2 separate regions of the Sus scrofa genome follow, and region 2 is linked to region 1. A link is a contact called in public HiChIP or PLAC-seq data. All regions are on one chromosome and are shown on one strand. Each heading gives the region's core, a stretch centred on a gene start, on an enhancer-like site or on the middle of the called end of the contact. The rest is flanking DNA. Distances are from core to core; before and after follow the strand shown.

Evidence for each region. HiChIP or PLAC-seq counts read pairs in DNA pulled down with a chosen protein or histone mark.
Region 2: an H3K27ac HiChIP or PLAC-seq map of skeletal muscle shows a contact between it and region 1. The contact joins the promoter of TMEM44 here to the promoter of ATP13A3 in region 1. A contact is called at or near these places in 1 of 5 promoter capture datasets (fetal liver), 2 of 47 Hi-C or Micro-C datasets (embryonic fibroblasts and epiblast stem cells) and 1 of 2 datasets of contacts at active chromatin or transcription factors (skeletal muscle).

What each region holds. Positions count from the first base shown.
Region 1 is chr13:131,474,619-131,477,699 of Sscrofa11.1, forward strand. It overlaps ATP13A3 (probable cation-transporting ATPase 13A3), which reads right to left and starts at 1,487. Exons shown (of 34, transcript XM_021070069.1): 1 at 1,366-1,487; 2 at 538-581.
Region 2 is chr13:131,612,294-131,615,374 of Sscrofa11.1, forward strand. TMEM44 (transmembrane protein 44) reads right to left here and starts at 1,487. Exons shown (of 10, transcript XM_021070073.1): 1 at 1,058-1,487. The coding sequence starts at 1,194.

The DNA of each region.
Region 1 (3,081 bases), core at 237-2,736:
GCAACTTCCAGGAACTGATTTGCCTTTAAAAAGGGTCACCAGAATGGGATGACCATATACCTTTATTTTGGCAACTATAACCTATTAGGCCAAGCAACAATCCTCCTAAGAGCAAAATACAACACATATTCCAGTGAAACAAAATTAACACATGTGACTTGGTAAAGAGGATGAATTCAAACCAAGGGCAGAGAGCACTTTTAACTAAGTAACTGCCCTTCAAAAGACAATCTCCAATCAGAATACCTTCAATTTAGCAACAAAGCCTTCAGAACAGTGTTCATTCTGCAATGATCTTTAACCTTCCAGCATTTGTTAGATTTCTTAAAAATTCTAACTTCCTGACTCATAGAGCTAAAATAGTCATTACATACACAAATGTTCTACTCATTTAGTTTGGGATCATGTGTAGGAAACACAGGTTTCTGTTTCTAGGTTTACCACTCCATACCCATTCGTTTTGTACTAATATAACCGCTAAATATAGCTCTAAAACACTGATGATTAAAAGTAGTTAATTATGTGAGTGATTCATACCTCCTATGTCCAGACACCAAGATCCAAGGATGTTTCTGTCAGATCTATGGGAAGAGGTAATGATAAACACCTGTCACAAAATCTTTCCAAATGGAGAAGCTCTGAATTACTGTCAACCCCCAATTAGATTCCCTCAGCACCACTCCCCCCACCCCAAAGAGATCACACATCCACCAGAACCGCACTGTGCACATGGTGTGGGGAGAAGGAAAGGGTATAAAGAGAGTGGCCATGAAGTAATGGAAGACAGGGCCTTGGGTTTTTCTAGTTCTATCACAGAGTCAAAGTGAGAGGCCTTAGATAAGTCATAAGTCACTTTTCCTCTCTGGGCCTCACTTAGCTTAATGCGGTAATTGGCAAGGAGCTCTACTACTCCGTGGCTAAGGACGAATTCAAGATTCCTCAGTCAGCACTCGTACAAACCCATCCAAGCTCCCTTCTAATACCTTACCTTCGACCTCACCATCTCCTGAACTTTCTAAAAGGGCTGGACGACCGTCCCACTCCCAAATCCCAACACACACTCGCCTTCTTCCCAAGTGGCGTGACCCAACCAGGCCTTCACACCCACAACGTGGAGCCCTCCTTCTCGCCTCACCTGTCCCAGACAGACATTCCGCAGTCTTAGCGCTCCCCTCCGCACACACGCCTTCCAGGAGAAGTGATGCCCAATTCCGGCCCGAGGAGGCCGACCGAGAGCTCACCTGGTACCCGCCACCCCCGACAATACCATTCACCTCCTCCAACCTCCCCCATCACCTCCACCCACCGGCTACACGCTCCGTTCACCCTGCCTTCCAGCGCCCCGGGGAAGCCGGGACCACTCACCGGGCGCCGCGGCGCTGTCTCCTCGGCGGCCTCCCGGCCGGAGCAGCCAAAGGGCCGCGGGGGCCGGGGCCAGGGCCCGCCGCTGTCGCCGCCGCCGCCTCGCCTCAGCCCAGCCCCATCGCCCTCGGCCAGCGCCGGCGGCCGCGGGTCGCTCGAGCTCGAGGCGCCGCCGCCGCCGCGCGCTGCGGCTCGGGGTTAGGGGAGGGAGGCGCCGCGGCGGGGCCCGGGCCGAGCCGGGGCGCAGGGGCGTCCGCGCTCTCTTCCTCGGCGCGCGCGCGGCTGCGGCGTGCAGCCGGAGCAGGGCGAGAACAAGGGCGGGCGGCAAGGGAAGGCAGGCAGGGGAGGGGGGCGGTCTGCACTCCCAAACGGCCTCTCGCCGCCAGCGACGTAGCGAACCCCCCTCCCCTCCGCTGTGGCGCCTGGATCGCTCTGCCGGGAGAGCCCGCAGGCGGGCGGGGGAGCGCTCACGGGGAGCTCGGGACTCCCGCGCCGGATGTGAGGTCACGTGATTGCCTCATCCAACGCCGAGGGCGGAGGGGCGCAAAGGGGACGTCAGGAGGGGCGGGACCGGTGGGTGGGCGGGCCGAGATTCGGGCCACGCCCACCACCTCCCCTTTAGCTCCCTCACCCCCAGGCGGGAGGAGAAAAGAAAGGGGGAGGGAGGGCACTACAGGGGGGCTCGAGGTTGGGGTGCGGGGTGTTACTAAGCGAGAACGGCATTTTTTTTGGCGGTAGGAGGTGGAATTTACCAACCTGGCCGTGCAAATACCAGCTCACAGTCCAAGTCCGCATTTTATGAAGAGGGAAACTAAGTCCCTGCGAGGGGCCTAACCTAACTTGCCCAGAGTCAAGGTCACGGAGGAACCTTGTACGAAAATGCTAGAGAGGAAGCCAGATTGTGGCTCCCAATCCAGGTCCCTTTCATTCCTTAGTAGTCCCCTCCCCAATCCAAAAAAAAAAAAAAAAAAAAAAAAAACAAGCAAAAAGCTGTAATTCTCTTTTAACCACCGGCTCCGCGCGCCAGGCCTCGGGCGGAGGACTAGTAAGTGTACCCAAGAGAAAGTTCCCACGCTTCCATTCCACCGCTTCTAGCGGTAAGGAGTTCCTTCCGACAGCGCTGGATGTAAATTAAATACTTCCCTCCGCAGAAGATTTATCTCTGAGCAGGGCCCCGGCCGGATGTACAAATCGCGAGTCTGGTTTTCGCGGAGACCCTTCGATGACGCGCCCGCCATCTTTTGGCGCTGAGACTCCCTTGCCCGTGACCTTGGAGCAGGGCCATTTTTTTGTCGTTCACCTTACGGCTAACAGAATTCCTAGCTGCTCAAGCGTAAGAAAGGAGGAGACCACGACCTCTGGTGCACTGCACTTGGGCACGCTTCGCCAGGGGCAGGGAGCATTCAGGCTCTGGTTCATAGCATTTAAAGACACTTCTTGGGGTGAATGGGGGGAGCTACCACCTTTGGTACGCGACACTTGGTGACACCTCATTTGGAGCAGCACACATCCCAAGTCAAGTCACCAATGTCACCTTATAGAGAGCCTGGAACACGCTGCTCCTGGCCCCCGAGGTTGTTTGGAGCTGGACGGTTTCCGAGCACTTCCTCGCACCCTTTGGCTTGGACCACGCACTGGACTGAGATGGATCTACAGCTCTCTCTTCCCCACCCCTGGGCTCAGTCTCACGGTTTGATTCCACCCTGACGGTGTTCAAAT
Region 2 (3,081 bases), core at 237-2,736, 140 kb after region 1:
GCGGGTGCAGCCCTAACAAAAGACCAAAAAAGAAATAGTTTGTTCTAGATGTTTCCCTGCTGCATTTCTATGGAGAAACAGAGGCATGATTGCAGCTCTGGTTCCATCTCCTTTAACCACAAGGTGGTCTCACTCCATATCATTAGAACCGTCTAGCCTTGGGACTAATGGGTGAGGACAGAAGGCTACTGGGTTCTCAAAAGTTCCCAATCATTCCTTGACCGGCCAGACAAAAAAAAATTCATTTCAATGCTCCTATCTGAAAGGAAAAAACTGAGGCGTATGGCAAAAGGTAAGTTAATGCCCAAGGTGAGCCAGGGCTAGTCCTCCCCTGCCAGGGAATACGTGGGTGGCACTGTCCCTGGAGCTTGGACAGGGTGGCAGAAGACCTGGAGGCCATCCTTAGCCAGACCTCACCCTTAGAAGCTCAGTTACCATAACCATCTGGCCAAACCACTGCAGGTGTTGGACAGACCAGGGCAAAGTCTGTGGCCAGTGTCAGATAGTCGCACCCCCTTCTCAGCTAAGACAACCTTGGACAAACTGAGGCCAGAAATATTGAGAAACTTGTCCGAGGTCCTTGCCCTCTGCCAAGGGTTGGTGGCAGAGCTGGAGCTATAATAATGCTGTCTAATGAGCACTTACTAAAACCTTTACCAGGACTAACTCACTAAATCCTCTCAGCCGTCCTGTGAGTTACTATCCCCGTTTGCATGAGGAAAAAGAGGCCCAGGGATTTTACGGCTGGCCCAGCTCACACCGCCAGTCAGTGGAGGAAAAGCTGACAATAGAACCCAGTCTCCGTCCACTGCACCACCCAGCCTCCTTCTGCTGGCTCCCAGCCCAGCTTCCCTGTGCGTGGACTCAGGAAAGAAGTATCTGACTTCAGTCTACGGCAAAATGTTCATTTTGATCCCGGAATTGTGCTGCCTCCGGCATCCTCCCTATGTGGCCCCTTCCCTCTAGGTTTCCAAGTTAGCAGGGTGCAGCGCCCCAGTCTACCCCCGCGGCCTCCCCGGCCCCCTCCTCGGCGCCTCCCGGTCCCGGTTGCCATTACAGCGCGTGGGCGGCGATCCAGCAGGAGGAGGAGCAGATCCACAGGCCGAAGGAGATGCAGACGCGGTGGCGGGCGAAGCAGCGGTCCAGGTAGTCCCAGTTCCAGAGCGCGGGCGCGGGGCTGGGCGCCTCCCCCATGGCTGGCTCGGCTCCACCCCGCCCAGTGCCCGCGCCTTCGCGTGGCCAGGAACCCGCGCGCAGCCTCCTCGGCCGCCCGCAGTCCTCGGCGCTGCCACCCCACGCCCCCTTCTTTGGTTCGGCTCTGCCGTGGCGGCCCCAGGCCGAGCGCACAGACCGCGGGCTAGCGATGGGCGTGTCCAGTTCCCGTCCCGGGAGCCGGCGGCGGCGGAGACGAAAGGAAAAGTTTCCGGGCCCGCGCAGCTCCCTACCCCTGGCGCTATTGTCGGGGGTCCGCGGGCGGGAGGCCGCCCCCTAGCGGCGGGATCTGGGAGCAGCCTCGGCACAAAGGCTGCGGCCCCGCCCCCCGGACAGAGGCCCTGCGAGTGCCCTAGACTCCTTCGCTGTCACCAACCGCCAAAGCCAGCGGCCAGAGCGGAATACAGTGACCTGCCCGCTCATTGTGAGGCACCGTGCCCGTTCATTATTCCACTACATGATCTGAGCCAAACAATAAATACCTCGCGCCCGGGGAGCAGCTTGGGCGCTGAGGATTCCCAGATGAGCGGGGCTTGGTTCACTGGTTAAAATGCCACAAGACAAAGAGGGCGCTGGGAGGCCAGGAAGGAGGAATCAAATGCGCTCCCCTACATCCTCTCTCACCCGCTTTTTTGAGACTATAGCTGCACCCTCTGCCCCCATTCAGCTGCCCAAGCAGGGCTCTGGAGATGTAGTCCTGCAGCCAGGGAGACGCCGTGATCCTTGAGGTCTGTCCCTCCCACCCAGGCACACTGTCACTCAATTCAAGTACACCGTTATTTTTCTTGAGAACAAACCATTATTTCAATTTAAAATTTTGCTTGTTAATTTTAATAACTTTTCTTAAAGGACACGTTTATATATTTTTTTCATTAAAAAATAGCTTTACTGAAATCTCATTCATATACTGTAAAATTCACTGCCCCTCTTTTTGTTTAGCTGCACTTGTGGCATATGGGCCAGGGATCAAATCTGAGCCACAGCTGCGGACCTATGCCACAGCAGGATCCTTAACTCGTTCTGCCACAGCAGGAGCTCCAAAATCCACCCTTTTAGAGAGTGAGGTTCAGTGGTTTTCAGTATATCCACAGCTGTGCAACCACCATCACTGTCTAGTTTTGGAAACTTTCTTTGCCTGTTAAAAAACCTCGTGCTCACTAATGGATACTCTCCGAGCACTCCCAGTCTTACACAACCACACATCTACCTCTGTCTCTATGGAATTGCTTATGCTGGACATGCCTTATAAATGGAATCATCCAAAAGGTGACCTTTTTATGACTTGACTCTTGACTTCTTTCACTTAGCATAGTGCTTTTAAGGTTCATTCATGTTGCAGCATGTCATTTCTTTCTCTTTTCTTCTTCTTCTTTTTTTTTTTTTTTTTTTTGGCTGTGCCCGTGACATGCAGAAGTTCCCAGGCCAGGGACCAAACTCACACCACAGCAGCGACCAGAGCCCCAATAGTGACAATGCTGGATCCTTTTTTTTTTTGCCTTTTCTAGGGCCGCGGCATGGAGGTTCCCATGCTAGGGGTCTAATTGGAGCTGTAGCCAACAGCCTATGTCACAGCCGCAGCAACTCGGGATCTGAGCCACTTCTGCAACCTACACCGCAGCTCATGGCCAACAGCAGATCTTTAACCCACTGAACGAGGCCAGGGATTGAACCCGCAACCTCATGGTTCCTAGTTGGATTAGTTAACCACTAAGCCATGACAGAAACTCCAACAATGCTGGATCCTTAACCTGCTGAGCCACCAGGGAACTCCTGCATGTCATTTCCTTTTATGACTAAAAAAAATCCTTTGTATGGGTATACCACATTTTACTTACCTGTTCATCAATTGATGAACATTTGGATTGTTTC